Linked DNA regions of Oryzias latipes: region 2 is linked to region 1. A link is a contact called in public Hi-C data. All regions are on one chromosome and are shown on one strand. The core of a region is the stretch at or near the end of the contact, and the rest is flanking DNA. Distances in the headings are between cores, read along the strand shown.

What was found. Hi-C and Micro-C count contacts between places; a contact is called where the count stands out from the background.
Region 2: a contact with region 1 is called in a Hi-C map of embryo, with 2.7 times the contacts expected there. The contact joins the promoter of bcl9l here to the promoter of LOC105355378 in region 1. A contact is called at or near these places in 5 of 5 Hi-C or Micro-C datasets (embryo, fibroblasts and gastrula embryo).

The regions. Positions count from the first base shown.
Region 1 is chr13:5,183,685-5,188,625 of ASM223467v1, forward strand. It overlaps LOC105355378, which reads left to right and starts at 2,054. Exons shown (of 9, transcript XM_020708082.2): 1 at 2,054-3,262; 2 at 3,377-3,612; 3 at 3,690-3,751; 4 at 3,829-3,967. The coding sequence starts at 3,208. prdm10 (PR domain zinc finger protein 10) reads left to right here. Exons shown (of 24, transcript XM_011482281.3): 21 at 358-495; 22 at 597-744; 23 at 820-917; 24 at 1,215-1,621. The coding sequence ends at 1,385.
Region 2 is chr13:5,340,975-5,346,325 of ASM223467v1, forward strand. It overlaps bcl9l (B-cell CLL/lymphoma 9-like protein), which reads left to right and starts at 1,537. Exons shown (of 9, transcript XM_023961630.1): 1 at 1,537-1,669.

The DNA of each region.
Region 1 (4,941 bases), core at 804-3,303:
CTTTTCTAAAAGCAGACTGTGGGTTCAATTATGGATCAGAACAAGGTAGTAGAAGCTCCTCTGAATGACTTCTGTAGGTATAAGTACTGCAGTAAATGGGTTTTTTTATTCTAAATTATATAATTTTCTCCCTTGAGTATCAATAAATCATGCCGACATCCGAGTTTACTTGGAAAAGCAGACTTGAAGCAGGTTCAGAGAAGCATAATAGGAGCATCTTTGTTCTTCCTTTGGACGGATCTTCCAAAAAGCCCACATTTTTGTTGACAATCTCAGATGTCTGCTGCAGGTTTGGTCAGATTTTCCTGTGATGAAGCTGCTCTTCATCTTTGCTGCGCTTTTGGATTTCTTTCACAGGCTTCCTCCCCACATTCCCAGGCCCCCACAGTAGACGTGAGCCAGCTGCACGACCCCCACGGCTACAGCCAGCAGCCCATCCAGCTACAACACGTCCAGGTCTCTGAGGCGTCGGGCACCAGCCAAGCCACAGCCCAGGTGAAGCACCTGCGCCGGTCTGAATACACCAGTCCTTTTAACCCCAGGGGTTAACCTTTGGAAAGTGTTTACTTTAAGTGGTTACTCCTGCTCCTCCGAAGGGCACCAGCCGGCCGCTCAGCCCCACCACCCAGCAGGCGAGCCAGGAGCTGACCCCCGTCACCTTAGCCCAGAGTCAGAGCAGCAGCCAGCAGCAGGGGACCGTGCAGCACACCTACATACCTGGAAACTGGAACTACCGAGGCTACAGTGAGTCCCGGCCTCCTGTTTGTTTGTTTGTTTGTTGATGCACATGAGAGTCATTTTAACTGTTTGCTCCTCCAGCGTCAGAGATCCAGATGATGACTCTACCTCATACACAGTACGTCATAGCTGAAGCCAGCACCCCGGTGTCTGGAGTCGGTAGCAACCAGGTGAAAACGGTGAGAAAGCGCTGACATGCCCCTCCTCCTGCACCTCTTCATCTACCTCCCTACGCATCTCTTGATGCACCTCCTCATTTATGTCTTCATACATCTCCTCATTTACCTCCTTATTTACCTATTCATGCATCTTCTCATGGGTCAGTGCATTGAGCAGATGTGGTTTGGGGTTCAAATCCCAGTCTTTCAAGAAATTGATACATTACTCCAGATGAAGCATCTGCCTAATGTTTATGTGTGTCTGTGCGGTGAAATGAGCAAATTCCATCGTCCCCTGTCCCGCTGTCGTCCCTGTAGACACACTACGTCATCTCCGAGGGTCAGACTGATCTGGAGACCAAACAAGCCGCTCCTCAGAGCGCCGCCCAAACCGAGCACCTGGAGCAGCAGCCGGTGACGCAGCAGTACATCATCACCACAACCACCAACGGCAGCGGGGCCGGAGAGGTCCACATCACCAAACCGTGACTCAGCTGCAGGCCAACAGGGCGATTCCGCCCGGCCTCCTGAGCAGCTCCACAAAACAAACGCACTTCAGCCCCCGTGGGTGTGGATCTGCACACGGAGGCGGGACCGAATGGCTCTGCCCAAATATCAACCGAGCTGCTAGAACTTTAACGGAAAGGTCAAATGTGAAGCTGTTGTTTTCAAATGACATTAACAATGAAGAATAAAACTAGTTTTAAATAAAGCACTGGAAGGCAGAGCTGGACAGTAGATGTTTTCTTCTCGGTAAACTTGAATTTTGAAGCTGCTTACTAACATCTTAGTGACACGAACCACAGTTCTGCTCGGAATAAATATTGAGATATCCTCATATCTGTTCTGTTACAGACATGTGTTCAAGTGTTGTGTTTGGAAACGACAGAGAAATCTAGAATGAAGTGTTGGAGCTGGTTGTGGAGAAAATGTTCTCCTTCTGTGTGCAGGATTGTTTTGTCTAGGAGATGTGATTCAGAATCGTCTATTTTAATATCTGAATCTTTGTCACTGTTTGTGTTTTTATAGTAAAATATACCAAAAACCCCTGAACTTTGTTCTTCAGCATTCCTGGTTGTCACCAACTGTTTTTGCTTCACATCGGGCTACATTTATGCCTCCCACAGAACACAGAGTTTCATCGCTTTCTCCAAATCCACAAATCACAAGTGGACTGGACTCCCAAGAACCCTCAAGGAGTCTGTGAGTTGTATATCTGATCCCAGAGTCCTGAATCAGAGGTTCCATCAGCCAAATTTTCCTTCCCTATGTTCTGGAGCAGATATGGAAGGCCATCCCCTCTCAGGAGGGACCACCATCCTGGGACTGCCCCCAACCATGGCGTGGTCTCACAGCGAGAAGGCCCCAGCTCAAATCCCACACCTCTGTGTGGAGCCTGCATGCTCTCCCCATTGACCCTCCCTGGACACTCCGGCTTCCCCCCACACAGTCCAAAAACATGCTTCATAGGTTGATTGATTACACCAAATTGTCCCTACATGTGAGTGAGTGGCTCTGCGACAGGATGGTGTACCCCGCCTTCACCAGACAGTATCAACACTGTGAGCCCCAAAAGGAATTAAGCAGGTTAGAAAAATGGAATAATTTATATTTGGAAAATTAAAGATGGTGCCCTTTTTCTGAGGTCAGAGGTCAATGAAATTTCAGTTGTGGCTGTAGACCTAAGCTGATGGCACATGTGAGAAATTTTGTGACGATCGCTTTTCCTAAATTAGAGGAAATGTTAAAAAAAAAAAAAAGAAATAATTGCCAAATTTCTCACTCGCCATAGGTCCTGTGGCCATCCCATAATCATTTCAAAACTTCTTTTGGATATCCCCAACACTTGTTTGAGTTTTGTTAGTGAATTTTGAACTATTTTTTTGTTTACTCCCATGAAAAAGTTTTGGCCTCATTCTTTTTTTTGGGGGGGGATATTTTGCCTGCTGTGATGTCATTGTTTTTGTTTTTTTCCACAGGCTTCTGTGTTTTTGCAAATGTTCTGAGTTTCCACATATTTGTCTGTTCTGAATCATTCTGCCTCTGAACTTCTCTTTTGTTTCCTGTTGGGAGATGTGAAAACCAAGGGAGGTGCTGCTCTGAGTGTCAGGGTGGGGCAGGGAGTTGAGCACATTCCTTTCTTGCAGGGAATGTAGAAAAAGACAAAAAGCAAAGCTTTCAAGCCGGACCTGTCCAACCTGCCGTCCACACGTCGGGCTCATTCTGAGCAGAGGAGCCAAAGAGGAGCTTCTCTTCATCTGACGCAGCATGTCAGGACGACTGTCATGTGTTTAACAGCCACTTTCCTCACATGTCAGAGCGGGAACACAGAATGTGGTGGTGGGGACCTGAGAGACAACACACAGGTAAGACAACATTTGACTTCTGATGCTGCTTGAAGATAAACTTTACCCCAAAGTAATGCAGGTTTGCTGGTCTGTTAGTGCGGATGTCTTGACAGGATTCATGTTTCACCTCAGAGTCCTGCAAACTTCAGATGAATCAGACACTTGGGTCTCTCAAGACGCTTCAACTCTGGTTGAGCTTGGCTCCAGCAGGTGTAATGTGGTGGATCTGCCAGCTGGAGGCGCTGCTTCACTCCTCTGCGTCCCAGGTGGAGGTGTGCTCCAGGCTGCTGTTGGTGTGTCTGCTGTGCGTGGTGCTGGCGGTCTCTTTGCGGGCCCTGAGGCACCGCCTGGGGCCCCGGCAGAGCCAGGTGAGCTCAGCTTCAGCACTTCACATCCCTGCTCAGCTCCTGCTGGTTTCTCAGCTGATTCTGCTTCAATTCAGCAGGAAACAAAATCCAAACAGCATCAGGGAGCTGTTCATTTAAGCAGGAATAACCACAATGTATGGTAAGGTCAAACGACTTAATACTTCTTTGAAGAAAAGGCCTTTAGAATGCTGGAAAATACTTTTTTTGTTCCTCCAGGATGGCCGAAAACAGAATCCCAGATCTCCAAGTTCCTGTTTCCGTCGCTCTGGCAGACTCTGTGCTCCTCTGTGTCCTTCAGGAGCCCCTCCAGGACCCCAGTGTGGCCAACATCGAAGCTCTCCTCTCCAGGTTAGAGGTATGTCGCTTCCACGTCCTGTGGAGCACCTCAAGGATCCCTTCTTGGACCTTTGCTGTTCAACGCAGCCATGGTGCTTCATATGCAGACAGTCGGTCTCACACCTTCACAATGCTCCTCTGGACTTTCTCAGAGCAGGTGTAACTCCAGATCCCATTTCTAGAAGAATAAGAGGCAAAAATCTATTCAGAAATTGTTTGGTTTTTAGCTCATGATGTAAAATGTGACTCAAATTTCTTCACATTTCAATCTTTAAAGACCAATTCTGAAGGAAATTGTGCTTTGGGTGTTTCTTGTAGCATTTTCTTGTGACATTCTTTGATGATGGAGGACATATTTACAAAGAAAATGAGGCCTAAAATTACTTCTCTGAGTCAAATCGTTGTGAATAAGAAGCAGATTTAAAAATGTCGTTCAAAAAGGGGGTGTGGTCCAAAGATCCCTGCTCTGCTCCATTCTGATGCATTCACTTGTAGACGACTAGTTCCATCTATGTGTTCCTCGTTTGAGCTGGCATCTGGATCAACGCTGTACGCCAGGATTGGTTTGGTATTGTTTGCCATTTTTGTCGGTTGCTGTGCGTGATGGGCTGTAAGCCAGCGGGAGAGTGTGTAAACAGAGAGCTCTCGGTGCGGGGAAGGGGGCGGGATTGCTTTACGGCTACTTTCCCGCCCACAATCAGAGGAAAATATCTGACGAACTCCTGTCGCTCTGCAGTAACAATGTCATAGAAAACGAAAGTTTTTTTTTTTTTTAAAAAAGCAAAATCATAATAAAAAGACCACTGGGAACAGTTTAACAATAGATCAAAAGGTGATCTGAGTGGGTTCTTAAGACTTTTTTCTTTGAGTTTGACATCTTATCAGCTACATTTTTGTCTTCATGCTTCAATCAAAAAAAAAAACAACCTCAAGTTAAAGAGTTTGAAAGGCGCTTTATGAATAAAGATGCCTCTAAAAGGGATAAATCTGCAG
Region 2 (5,351 bases), core at 287-2,786, 160 kb after region 1:
CTTTTTTTCATCCTCGCCGTCCAAAAATCCTCCCCCTCTCTCTTTCATTTCTTCCCATAATTGAGCTCGTTTCTCTGCCTGGTACATAACGGCATGATCCACGTTTCAAGGGTGGGCGGAATTCAAAGCATCTTCTGGCATTTTCATCACTAAACACAAAGGCGGCGCGCTCCGCCTGCGACTGTTTGTGTTCTGGCAGGTTGTTTTCAGGCGGGAAAAGACTGAATCGACGGCGTCTTTGAATTGATTTTGGTCTTTTTTTTTCTTTTCTTAAAAACCTGCACAGTAAAACATTTACGCACAACGGTTTGGGCAAAAATTCTCAAATATTTAATGGTTCTTTTAAAATCACAAGTATAAAATATGAAGTTTGTCAGAATACTGTTTTTTTTAATTTTTTTTATCGTATTTAGATCAAAGCAATGTTGTGTGCTGCAACCCCATACTTCATAAATGTTTGATTTTCTTTGTTTATTTCTGTATCATTTAAATGTGAATTAAAAAAAGGAGCAAACAGAACCTAGATCGTGTTTTTACAGACTTTTGACAAAAAACTCAACTGCTTTCACATATTAACGTAAAGCATGAATAAATGACCGGGTTTGCCTTAACAAGGTCCACGAAAATGTGATTATTAACCGGCTGCTGAGAGGTTTGATACCCATTAGTTCAACCCAAACTCATCCCAAAATGTGAGTTAGCTAGGTTTGTCCACAGGGATAAACGTTGCATCAAAAATGTTGAATGATCTTTTATTTGAATGTAAATAAGTTGGGTTTTTTTGGGACAAACTTCACATTTCATGGATTCAATGAGTCACGTATGTGTTTAAGATTTATGATTAAGACTAATTGTTATGGCATTGTTGACATGTGAAAGTAAATGCATGGATTTGTGTCTTTTACTTTTTTATTTTCCAATATAAATAATGACATCTTAAGTTTGATATGTAAAGATTAATATCTCATTTGTCTTCTTTTGGTTTTAATTGCTTTAAATAAATTAATTCCTTCTGTGTAAAATCTGTTTTGGTTGAGATTTTTACAATCATGTTAGTGATTTCCAGAGTAAAGTAATAAAACTTTTTTTTCTATTAATTTCTTGCAGTTTACAAACAAAAACTTTTACAGAAAAAAACGTTTTGTTTTTTTTTACAAAAGTTTTTTTTTGTTATGACTTTAAATCTTATTTTACTTTTTTTTCTGTTTACAAAAAAAGTTTGTTCACAAACAAAATGTTTCTATTTTTTAAGAGTTTTTTCTTCTTTTTACTACTAAATCTTGCCATTTTTACTTTTTTTGGTCTGGGTGCCCAACAACTTATAGTTGGGAGTTTTATTTTAAAGCAATATTTTTTCTTGTTTTTTAAGCTTTTCGCTTAAATTTTTTTTTGCTTTTTTTAATTTTAATATTGACAAAACAAAAGACTGATTTGATGTTGTTTTATGTGAACTCTCAGTCCTTTGTTTGTGGGGATAAAACTATTGATGCCTTATGTTTTTGTTTTCTTTAACTTGATGGATTTCCAGCCGCTCTTGCTGCCCGGGCCGCTAGAGGGCGCATCCACCTGAGGGGAGCAGGACTGGCGGAGCGGCGCCTGGAAGCACCGAGCATGAAGTGTCTGATCTGCCGCTGCGGCTTCAGTCTTTCACTGCCGAGTCCGATGAAATGTAGGTCAAACAGGCCGGCTGGCTTCCGTCTAAAGTGTGGTGCGTTTAGGTGCCCGTGGTTAATTGCACTGTCACGTGTGAATCATTTGAATATTGATGGCGCAGAAGCGTGTCAAACAGACGCATCCGTGCGGTGACATACGGATGCCCGTGTGGCCACACTGATTATTGTCAGATATGGACGCGCACAGAAACGCAGCCTGAACCGTGGGAGTCATGAACCACTGCGAGGTGACGCGTCCTCTGATTTCAACAGAAACTTCCACCTAGACACGCCGATGTCGCTCCTCGGCGCCTGAGCCCCGTTCCGACCACCACGTCCCCCTATCAACGACGCGATCGGGACCCTTTTGGCGCAGTGAGACCGCGGCGGCTGCGGCCACTCCGGGGAATGTCGGCTGGCTGCTGTCAGTCCTGACATCGGCCTCTTCTGATCTCCATATGGGGTAAAGTACACCACATTTCCCGACACTGTCACCGCCGGCCCCGCCGCGTTTCGCAGCCGCCCTTCGGTGCGAGCGGAGCCGCCTAACTTTCTGCGCTTTTACACAAGTCAGCGCGACGCTAACAAAGTTCGAATCCCGGCACGAGCGCGTAGCTTAGCGGCGGATTAGCATGCTAAGTTAGCTCGCGGAGCGGGGCTGGCAGCCCGGCGCCGACAGCCCCAGCAGGGGTTCACGGCGGGGGCAGGAGCGCTGACGGCCCCCAGCAGGACCGCGGGGCTCCCGCATCCGTGCGTGTTAAGACAAATACGTATTAAAAATAAAAATTAGCTCGTAAGCTAGCTAAAGTGGCAGCATTAGAATGTCTTTGTGCTGAACGGGGATGTTTGTCACTGCAGGCACGCGGAGCCTCAAAATCACACCTCCATCATTAAAACTGCCCCCCCCCCCCCCTGCACTCACTAAATGCTGGAAAGATTCATTAACATTTATTTGACTTATTACATGAATAACAGTTCTGACGCACTCCATTTGCTATATATATATATATATATATATATATATATATATATATATATATATATATATATATATATATATATAAATGAAATGAAACATTTCTTTTATTGTGTGTGTGTGCGTGTGTGCGCGCGCGCGCGCTGTCCTAGTCTTTTAAAGTACTGGCCCCCCCCCGTGGTGACCCCGCCTGACCAGCCTGTTGAATGTGCTGCGCCTGAACAGGTCTCAAACACCTACAACTTTGCTCTCCTGCTGCCGCGTGCCTGCGCACGCGCGGCAGACACCGCCTGCGCATGTAGATATCCTGGTGGACTATATATAGCATCTTAACAGAGTTTGCAACTTGATCCGAATTGTCTTCTGCAGCTCTTTTCCACTGGAGGTGAAGCGTCTCTGGGCTCCGAGCATCCTACTTTTCAGGAAATGAGGTTTTGTTCTCACGTTTACGCTTCATGTGACGTCACTGAAGCATTTATTTAAGCCTGTTTTGGTTTTGCTTGCTCATTTGAATGTGCTTTGTCTGCACATGTCCTCTTAACTAAAGAGTGGCTGGGGAAGTATGGAAAGCAAAAAGCGACAAAATTCAACGACTTGAAAAAAAAAATCCATCCAGAAAATTTTGTTTAAAAGAATTAATCATTATCACTACAATGTTTTTTTTCTTTTGTATTATTATACTATCATTATATCATTACTCTATAGGTAACAGGACCTAAAGGCCTCTAAAATGCACCACAAATGCAGGCGACTGAGAGAAACGAAAGAAGAAACAAAATAGAATCATTAAAGCAATAAAAAGATACAAAACAAAGGAATTTAAGAGTAAAAATAACACAAATGTATAAAACGTGAACATTTTGTTGACACCAATATTTATTTAAGGCAAATACAAAGAAAATAATATAAAAGCTAAAGAATAAGTGAGCACAGATGCCTAGTAATAATGTTAAAATAATTTAATAAAGTTGCAGGTAAGAAAAAAAGATGACTAATTTAAAAGGAGGAAAAATCTACATTAGAATAGTTGAAAATTAGGAGAAAATATATTTAGAAATATATAAAAAACCAACATATTACTTGTATTTTTACAAAATATTTGTCTTACCGATGTGATTTAAATTTTTTTTTACAGAAATTCTTTTTACCTTTTAATTTAGAAAGGAATGATGCATTGCAGGTTTTTTTAAAATCTAATTTCCATTAAAATTATCTTTGGATACTAAAAGAACATTTGAAAAATATTCAATAGTTTCAAATAAAGAGCCTATATAATGCTTTTAAGCCTCTTGGAATAATCTCTATCCCTAAATATGATCATATATGACCTTTGGCACACTAACGAATGGTTTTTGTTTGATGAAGTAGGAGTTATTTTTGCAGCTCTTTTTCCAACCCGGGAGAAAGACGACTTGATCTCTGAGGCTCCGCCTTTCGCTCCGTGTGGGTGCCGCCCATTTCATGACATCATCCTAACGCCGGCCTCGGCAGCGTGTCTTTTGTTTCGCCCTCGAAAACATCTGAACAAATGACGGCGTGTTGCCGATCACCGCTTGCTGTCCTCTTTGGAAAAAGTTAGGAGAAGACTAAGCAGTCGCGTTCAAGTCCCATTTCTGGAAATTCTGGTAAATTATTTCCCTCCACGACGATGTTTCAGGGCAGGAACTTCATTCTACAATAAAGGCGTTTGTTTGTAATAGGAGAAAAAGGAAAGTTTTACTTTGTGACAAGGCAGGAAAATCTCCAAACGTTGGGATTTTCCAGAATCCGTAGTGTTTTGGAGACTTCCCCCACATCCTTGTTGAGTGGGTGTGGCGGCTCCTTCCCGTCCTCTCCAAGCTCCCACTGCGTCCAAAGTGCTTCTAATCTACTCAGGTGATCTGAGAGCTTTGGGGTGAGTTACAGGGAGCACGGCAAAGGTGAGCCATGAAAGAATAATGTGACACTGAGAGCGTTTCCTAACGACGGGACGCTGCAAGGCGGCTGAATGAAAGCGGCCCTTCTCCCGGCGTTCCGTTGAACACGGTGACCTCGGCGCCGGTGGGTTTCTCTCTTTGGTTTGCCCTGCATAAGCGGAAAGTGGCGTGGATGTGTTGAGTCATAGCAGGGACGTTCAGGCGGACCGGTGAGAACGCCCCTGGTCATTTGAAGTCCATCACGGAAACAGCGAATCAACCATTGAAGCTCGTTTTTAGGAAAAAGATCAGGGGTGCACATTTGTTTCTGCTTCCCATTCAGACAATTTAGAGCTTAAAAATTTCAATTTTTTGAGGGAAAAAAAAAAAAAACTTTTTTGCAGCGTTCCAACAGAACCTTGGCGGTGCGTCCTAAAGCCCCGCTGTGGTCTCCGTCTGGTTGGTCCTCTTTAGCTGTGATGTATCTTTCTCTTCACTGTCATTTGGTGGACGGCGCTGGCTTTGTCACCTGATCACCGGTGCAGCTATAGACTTAGCTGAGAGGTTGTAGAACAACTGTTTTCCTTAGTAGTTGTTTAAACGTTGATAAGAAACACAAACAATAAACTGTTGTTTTTTTGTTTAATACATTTTTGGCATAAAATTATTATTCAAAATATTGTGTAAAGGGCTTATGTCCTGCTTTTCTTAAGCCTTTCAGGGTAAACTATATCCATAAATATGATCGTATATCTTTGGTACACTAAAAGTTGGTAAAATAGGAGTTAATTTTTGCAGCTCATTATCCAACCTGAAGTAAGGACGACT